Linked DNA regions of Sus scrofa: region 1 is linked to region 2. Evidence: chromatin contacts called from public HiChIP or PLAC-seq data. All regions are on one chromosome and are shown on one strand. The core of a region is the stretch at or near the end of the contact, and the rest is flanking DNA. Distances in the headings are between cores, read along the strand shown.

Evidence for each region. HiChIP or PLAC-seq counts read pairs in DNA pulled down with a chosen protein or histone mark.
Region 1: an H3K27ac HiChIP or PLAC-seq map of alveolar macrophages shows a contact between it and region 2. The contact joins two enhancer-like sites. A contact is called at or near these places in 1 of 47 Hi-C or Micro-C datasets (embryonic fibroblasts) and 2 of 2 datasets of contacts at active chromatin or transcription factors (alveolar macrophages and skeletal muscle).

What each region holds. Positions count from the first base shown.
Region 1 is chr6:98,472,284-98,476,698 of Sscrofa11.1, forward strand. All of the region lies in intron 2 of PPP4R1 (serine/threonine-protein phosphatase 4 regulatory subunit 1), which reads left to right. Among named protein-coding and RNA genes, the nearest start is that of PPP4R1, 12 kb to the left of the region's middle. Within about 2 kb of position 1,413, at least 4 of the 83 cell types and tissues checked have an H3K27ac peak or open chromatin away from gene starts, as enhancers often do. A contact at or near this core is called in alveolar macrophages, where this site is marked.
Region 2 is chr6:98,332,953-98,337,087 of Sscrofa11.1, forward strand. All of the region lies in intron 3 of RAB31 (ras-related protein Rab-31), which reads right to left. Among named protein-coding and RNA genes, the nearest start is that of RAB31, 51 kb to the right of the region's middle. Within about 2 kb of position 1,934, at least 12 of the 83 cell types and tissues checked have an H3K27ac peak or open chromatin away from gene starts, as enhancers often do. A contact at or near this core is called in alveolar macrophages, where this site is marked.

The sequences.
Region 1 (4,415 bases), core at 163-2,662, 140 kb after region 2:
AACACAGTTTGCTGACCCTGCACTATACTGTAAGTCCAAGATCCGAAATGTTTTTATTCTTTACCCATAGATGGGAGCCCAGTTCGTATATACTTGCTGGGACAAATCTTGATTTTTCTGGCCATGACTCTAACTTGCAGTTAAACAATGAAATAATTTATTTTTAAATTAAACTTATTTGAAAACTTTCATTCTTACACAAAATTTGCACTGCTGTTATAATTAATTCCCAAAACTCTTCACCTCACATTCAACATTGTTAATTTTTTGCCAGTTTGCTCTATTTATCTCTATACAATTATAGACAGAAAATGTAACATCGATACAAATCAGTTATGTAGTATGTCCTTCATTTTCAAAATTTCGCCAGTTTTCCAATAATGTCCTTGATAGCAACTATCTTGCCAATCGAAGCTCCTGCATTGCCTTTAGTTGTCATGTCTCTTCAGTTTGGAACAAGTTGTCAGCCTTTATCCTTCATGATACGGGTAGTTTTGAAGAGTCAATTTGGTTTTGTGTGTTTCCTCATGATTTAATTCAGGTTATGCTTTCTGTGTGTGTGTTCCTGCGAGCATGCAGGAATGCCTGGTTAAGGCGTGATGTTTGCCAGATTTCTGCACTTAAAGGTTCTTTTTTTCCATTTTTTGTTAGTAAGGGAACTATCCCATTCCCCAACATTTACCCCTTAGTATTAGTGTGTGTTGATTCTTACCCCAATCAGTTACATTTCCTCACTGGCTTTCTGCTTTACAAGGAGCTCACCTTTCCTCGCTTTTGGTTGGTTTGTTAAAATATCATTTAAAGCCCCACATGGTAAGGTAACTCTTCTAAAACATGAGTAAATTGGTATGGTCTCATTATCTTTCATTTTCTAAGATACAAAAGACTTGGGAAACAAACAAAAATTGGGGAGTTCCCACTGTGGCACAGCAGGATCAGCAGCATCTCTGCTGCGCTGGGCACAGTGGATTAAAAGATCCAGCACTGGAGTTCCCATTGTGGCGCAGTGGAAACGAATCTGACTGGTTGCAGGTTCGATCCCTGGCCTTGCTCAGTGGGTTAAGTATCCGGTGTTGCTGTGAGCTGTGGTGTAGGCTCGAATCTGGCATTGCTGTGGCTCCGGCCTGCAGCAACAGCTCCAATTAGACCCCTAGCCTGGGAACCTCCACATGCTGCAGGTACAGGCTTAAAAAGACAAAAGACCAAAAAAAAAAAAATTTTTTTTTAATAAAATAAAATATCCAGCATTGGCATAGGTTGCAGCTGTGATCTGATCCCTGGCCTGGGAACTCCATATGCCATGGGGTGGCCAAAAAAGAAAAAAAAGGGAAGCGGGGGCAAGTTTATTGTGGCCTTGGCATTACTGAGGAAGAAGTTGGAGGACCAAATGTCAGCTTTTTCGTGTTTTAGAAGATTCTCTAGATGACATGTAAGGAATAGAAGGAAGTTCTGATCAAGCGTGGTGAAAGTTAGGTTGTACAAATCAATCCGTTCTCTTTGGTGTTTTACTTCTCAAGAGTATTGATATGCTAATGTCATGCGATTGTTAGGGGAGGAGGAAGCATTTTAAAAGACCCTTGTCTGCTTGGCAGTCTCTGTGCACTGCCCTCAACAAAGGTTGGTGGACAGGCGTTCTGCTGGAGGAGCCCTGGACCTCCTTTTGTGTGTGTTTGTTCAAGTAATACAGAGATGGGCAAGACAAGCTTTGTCCTCTGCAAATTTATTGCTGGAGGCCCCCAAGTCTGGGGGATCGGTAGGAGGAGGGAGGGATCTTAATTGAAAGTGAAGGAGATAGTTCCTGGATGGTATTTCTCAGCAGGTCAGTTTAAACTGGGGCGAGGATAAATGGGGCAGACATGGCGCAGATTGAGTGGGGCACCTGGCGGGATGGAGCCCAGCTCGGGCCCTGACCTGGGGAGGGACGAGGTGGGGGTGGGCATGGGGGGACTTGGACTAGCGGGAGAGCTGCACCTCGTTCAGGGAGGAGGGGGAAGGGCAGGGGGTGTACTGAGAGAGGTGCTTTAGGAAGGTTGAAGTGGCTCAGATTTGTAAACCTGATTAGGATGAGGAGAGACCAGAGTAGATGTGACAGGTGAAAGGTGAGGGCAGTGGTTTTCAGACTTGATTATGGGATACCCCTTAAAGTAATTTCAAAAACTATCTCTCATACTTTTTTTGTTTTGCTTTCCAGGGCATATGGAAGCTCCCAGGCTAGGGGTCGAATCAGAACTATAGCTGCTGGCGTACACCACAGCCACAGCAACTCGGGATCTGAGCCTCGGCTTTGACCTACACCACAGCTCACTGCAACGCCAGATGCTTAACCCACTGAGCGAGGCCAGGGATCGAACCTGCATCCTCATGGATCCTAGTTGGATTCGTTAACTGCTGAGCCATGAGGGGAACTCCCTGTCATACATTTTAAAGTTTGAAGTTATTTTCAAGATGAAACTATCTTGGAATTCCTGTTGTAGCTCAGTGGGTTAAGAACCTGACAAGTATCCATGAGGATGTGGGTTCAATCCCTGGCCTCACCCAGTGGCTTAAGAATCTGGCATTGCTGTGAGCTGTGGTGCAGGTCACAGACATGGCTCAGATCTGACATGGTTGTGGTGTAGGCCAGCAGCTGCAGCTCTTATTCAGCCCCTAGCCTGAGAATGTCCGCATGCCATGGATGCAGCACTAAAACAAATAAACAAACAAAAAAAAAAGATTAAACTCTCTTATCGCTTAAAAAATGGAGTCTAGGGAGTTCCCATCGTGGTGCAGCGGAAATGAATCTGACTAGGAACCATGAGTTTTCGGGTTTAATCCCTGGCCTTGCTCAGTGGGTTAAGCATCTGGCATTGCCATGAGCTATGGTGTAGGTCACAGATCATGCTTGGATCTGGCATTGCTGTGACTCTGGCGTAGGCTGGCAGCTACAGCTCCGATTAGACCCCTGGGAACCTTCATAGGTTGCAGGGGAGGCCCTAAAAGGACAAAAGACCCCCCCCCCAAAAAAAAGGAGTCTAAATATTAAGCACTTCACAATATCATCCATTTTCAAAAATTCAAGAATAAACTTTTTAAACTGGGACTTTGACATTCTTTTTCCTTCTTGATGGCTTTCTACCTCCTGCACAAAATTTTACCCTAAAATATTTTTATGCTGGAAACTTTTGTTGATTACCTTATCACACTTTTCTGCACCCAAGATATGTATGTGAAAAATTGAAAATTTTTATTTCCTCTGGCCGCAAAACTACACAATTGTTATTAATACTCGTTGTTCAACCAGAATGTATCACAGATTATGATAAATACGTTGTAAACAAAATTTTATTGAATGGGTATCTCTTAATACAATAGATGGTGCTTTAAAAAATAACTTATGTGGAGTTTTCTTGTGACCCAACAGGTCTGCAGCACAGGTCTGCGTTATCTGCAGTGGCTCAGGTTCAGTCCCTGGCCCAGAACTTTTGCATACCACAGGTGTGGCCAAAAAAAAAAAGAAAGAAAAAAAAAAAAGGAATAGTGGATTCCCAAGTCTTGTTGAGTGAGCATGAAATTAGCATGAACTTGTAGCATAGCTGAACTATGTTCTCAGGGGACAGGAAAGCAGCCTCTGGTGTTAGTACAGGGAGAACTAAAATCATCTCCAGTGGGTTAGAATGTCATGCTCCTGAGGGGACCAGGAGTCTGCACACACACACTCTTTGACAGCCAAGAGCACAGCGTATGGGCAGAGGAGTGAATGAGACCAGGGATACTGTGTAACCACCAGGAGGTGGTTGGCCTTGGAAAAGACAGCATGATCTTTGCTTCTGTCCTATTTTTTACTTTTTTTAACCTTTTTGTCCTATTTTTTAAAAAGTAAATAATGGTTTTCATTGATAATTGATCATTTACATGATATTTTATTATAACATAGTTGGATACTATGCACGCTGCCCGGAATCTTCGCTCAAAGGCAGTAACCATTGACCTGAACTAAGCTGTTCCTTTGAAAACCTCAAATGCCATCTTGGTTACAGCATAGCAGTGAGGTTTCTCTCGCCTGGTAAGAGGCAGAATGCAGTAATGATGCTCTTTAAGATCGAGGAGGCTGAATGATTCTGGTTGGTCCCAGTCTCCCTGTCTCCTCCTGCCCCATTTCTATGTGAAGCTCGCACACATCAGGTCTCATTTCCTTGATGTGACATGGTTTTCCTCAACTCCCTGTCTTTGAGATTCTCGGCTTGGACACCCTCACCCGCCCCTTGTCCCTCTTGGTGTTCCTCCGTGTTCTCCCAGAACTGGCTTAATTTTGGAGCCTTCTCTTGCCCACCTGGGCAGACGTGGAGGTGTACAGTGGACAGCAGGTTTTGTGCATGAACACTTACACCACGGGTTTGTCTTTGTAGCCTGTTTATGCCTCTGTGCATGCATGCATG
Region 2 (4,135 bases), core at 684-3,183:
GATGTTGGTAAAGGGCCTGAACTTGACCCCAGAATTTGCCATCATCTCTTCTCTTTCTCAAGGAGCTTTTCAGGCCCAGCCGTAAAGCTGTGGCCAACTCAGCTGTCCCCCAGCACCTGTTATCCGGCCACCAAAGCTTCCACATTATGAGTTCAAAAGGGTGAATAAGCAGTGCGGCCCCCTAACCTGGGTGCCCCGGTTTCATGGATGCATCTCTGAAATGGTCAGCTCCTGGGGCCTCAGAGACCCTTCCTTCCTCAGGCCCTGGGGCTCAGGCCAAACTTCTGATGGAGGAACAAGTAAAGACCTCTGCGTGGTGCAAATACAGTCATTTATTACGTTATTTCTGGAATGCTTGAAACCTCTCATGATTGAAAAAATAAGTCTGTGCACTCACTAGGAACAGGACTATAACAAGCCTCTTGAATCAATGGGTTTCAGAATCTCATTATCTTCAGCAGTACCACGGCACAAAGTCTGGTCATAGGCTAGATAATATTGCTGAAATAAAACTAAATCAGCTGCAAATAATACTATTTTGAAGATATATTCCTTCCTTCTTTCTTTTTTTTTTTTGAACGGCTGCACCCGCAGCAAATGGAGGTTCCCAGGCTAGGGGTCGAATCAGAGCTGCAGCTGCTGGCCTACACCACAGCCACAGCAACACCAGGTCCCAGCCACATCTGTGACCTATGCCGAAGCTTATGGCAACGTCACATCCTTAACCCACCGAGTAAGGCCAGGGATCAAACCTGAGTCCTCATGGACACTACTTGGGTTTGTAACCTACTGAACCACAATGGGAACCCCTAGATTCCTTCTTTTCAAACATACAATTTAGTCAAATACTCTAAATTTCAAATCTACCGGTGGTTTGGTTTGGTAAATTATAAGTATTAACTCCACAATATAAACTTGTTTATGGTTCTTTATGAATTTATTACAGGGGCCACATATAAACATGTAAAAGATTTAATACTTTATTCAATATTTTCTTTTTGATCACTCTGAGGTCAAGGTGGCATTTCCAAATCACAAGTAATCTCTGAAAGACAGTGTGAAATTCACTTGTCACTTTTAATTTGAAGGTTTAAGGTGTAGGTAACCTTCAATTCACTATAGATTTGAAACAATCCCTATTGAAATCCTAGCTGGATTTTTTTTGGTAAACATTTACAAGCCAGCCCTAACATTCATGGGGAAATGCGTGGGACTCAGAGCAGCCAAAACAATCTTGAAAAAGAAAAGGTGGGAAGACTCACGCTTCCTATTTCAAAGCTCACTGCAAAGCCACAGTAATCACGGCAACGTGGTGCTGGCATCAGGGAAAATTTTAGAACAAAGGAACAGGGCCAAGAGTCTGAAATTAAACCCTCACATGTGTGGCCAACTGATCTTCAATGAAGGTGCCACAACATCTAATTGGGCAAAGAATAGTCTTTTCAGCTGTGTTGGGACAACTGATTTTGTATGATACTGACGTACAAAGAAAGAAGTTGAATTCCTTTCTTACCAAGATACACAGGAAATAACCACACACGGATCATAGAACTAAATGAACTAAAGCCAGAAAACTCTTAGAAGAACATACACGAGTAGGTCTATGTGACCCTGAGTTAGGCAAAGACAATGTTGGCGAAAATGTGGAGAAACTAGACCCTTGTCCCTGGCGGGCAGGAATGTGAAATGGTGCGGCCACTTTGGCAAACAGCTTGGCAGGTCCTCAAAATGCTAAACTCAGAGCCACCATCTGACCCACAAGTTTCACCCCTAGATACACACCCGAGACGGAAAAAAGTGCATCCGCACAGAAACTTGTACATAAGTGTTCACAGCACCATGACTCATCAAAACCAAAAAGTGGAAACAACTCATCCATGGACAGATGAATGGATAAACAAATGCAGTCATCCACACAATGGGATATAAACCAGCCTCAAGAGGAAGGAAACTCTGACACAGCTTCTCAGATGAGCCTTGATGACACAGTGCTTGTGAAAGAAGCCAGGAACAAAACCACCGACTGCATGGTTCCGTTTACACTGAATGTCCAGATTGGACAAATCTATACAGTGAAATTAGCCTAGGGCTGGGGATCTAGGGAGAGGCTATTTTTTAGTATGTATATGTGTTCTCCAATGTCATCTTTAAAAAACATAGAACAATGAGCTTGATTTCAGGAGCCAATCCATCCAATTTCAGATGTGTCTGTAGAGCAGTGGAGAGTTTTTAATGCTAATAATGGAACCATCAATTTATCTTTGTGGATTTGGTGACTGTGGTTCACTTGAAACCAAAATTGTACAAATGCAACTGTTATGACTCAGGCAGTCCACTGGGAAAGACAGACAGCTCTAACACTGATTTCCACCAAATGAAACAAAAGAATAAAATGACATTAATGTTTTTCCATGTTAAGTTATTAAAATAATGCTGCTCTGATGCATCAGACCAAGAGAAGGAAGCCTAAGATTTTTCCAAGATGCTATTTTGTTTGTTTGTTTTTTGCTTTTTAAAGCCACACCCATAGCATATGGAAGTTTCCAGGCTAGGGGTCGAATCAGAGATGCAACTGCCGGCCTACACCACAGCCACAGCAACACTGGATCCGAGCCACATCTGTGACCTATACCACAGCTCAAGGCAATGTCAGATCCTTGATCCACTGAGTGAGGCCAGGGACCGAATCTGCACCCTCATGGATAGTATTTGGGTTTGTTCACTCTGAGCCACAAAGGGAACTCTGATGCTGACTGTTTTTGGCCTCACCCATAGCATACGGAAGTTCCTGGGCCAGGGATCAAACCTGTGCCATGGCAGTGACAATGCCAATCCTTAACCCACTGCACCACCAGGGAACTCCCTGAAACTGTGTGCTAAGGCAGGCATACATCTAGAAAGTGTAGGCCACATCTCACACTGTGATATTTAATAGCAATGAGGATATTCTGGTCCCTGGTTTAAGTAAAAAAAAAAACAAAGGAGGAATCAAAACTCAGGGAAGGATGATGTGTTGACACCTTGGGACTGAAGTCTCATTCCCCACCACCCCCGCGCCCCCCAAATCCTGATGATGGGGGATGGGAGGACAGAGCAGGCGGATAAATTCCATCCTCTCTCCCGGGCCCCATCCGAGCTGCGGCTCCTGAGAACATCCTTCCAGAGGTCCTGCTAATTGACTTCGGCCCCTCTGAAGCTCAACCTGAGCGGAAACCAGCAGGACAACCCCTGCAAAGAGGGCAGGACAGAAACCTACAGAGCCTGCACCAGCTCCAACCTCCAACGTGGGCTCCTTCCCTCTCCAAAGCCTTCTGGGAGCTGCAGAACAATGGCGCAAGGCTTGAAAATGGTAAGCTTTTAACTCTGGATTCAACAATCAACTGGAGGAGTTCCCACTGTGGAGTAATGGGATCAGTGGCAACCTGGGAGTGCTGGGACAGAGGTTCAATCCCAGGACCAGCACAGTGGGTTAAAGATCTGGAGTTGCCGAGACTGAGGTTGCAAGTGTGGCTCAGATCTGATCCCTGGCCCGAGAACTCCATATACCTTGGGGCATCAAAAAAAAAAAAAACAAAACAAAACAAAACAAAAAAAAAAACCAAAAACCAACAACTGAAAATGGTTATGTTTTTCAAACTGTTTCTCTTACAGAATCACTCACTGGATTGCCACTTGCCATTGAAAGGGTCAGAGGATGCCCAGCATCTATGGCTGAACTCAAAGCAAAATTAAGACATCATGTCAGGAGTGAATGCACTCTTATACCAGGACAGCAAGGACAACCAGGCTCCTTTTACATCTTGGGTGCTCAGAGGGAAAAAGAATCTTGTAGGAGTATGAATCTGTGCCACAGGATTGTACCAGCAGTAAGTGGGCATCACCAGGAGGGCGGTATGTGCCAGGCAGACACAGACATGGTCCCATGCTGGGGATGAACACAGCAGAGCGCTGAGCTGCACACCCTCCCTCCTTGACATCTGTCTGCATTGCGTCAAATCATAAATCCAAAGAGATTTTGCTTGTTCAGCACTGTGAAAACTAAGGAGAATAGCGGCAGATTTCTACAAAGATAAGGAGGGATAATAAAACCCGCTGGACTCCAACATTAATGAAAGAATAAGTGGCAGCCCACACC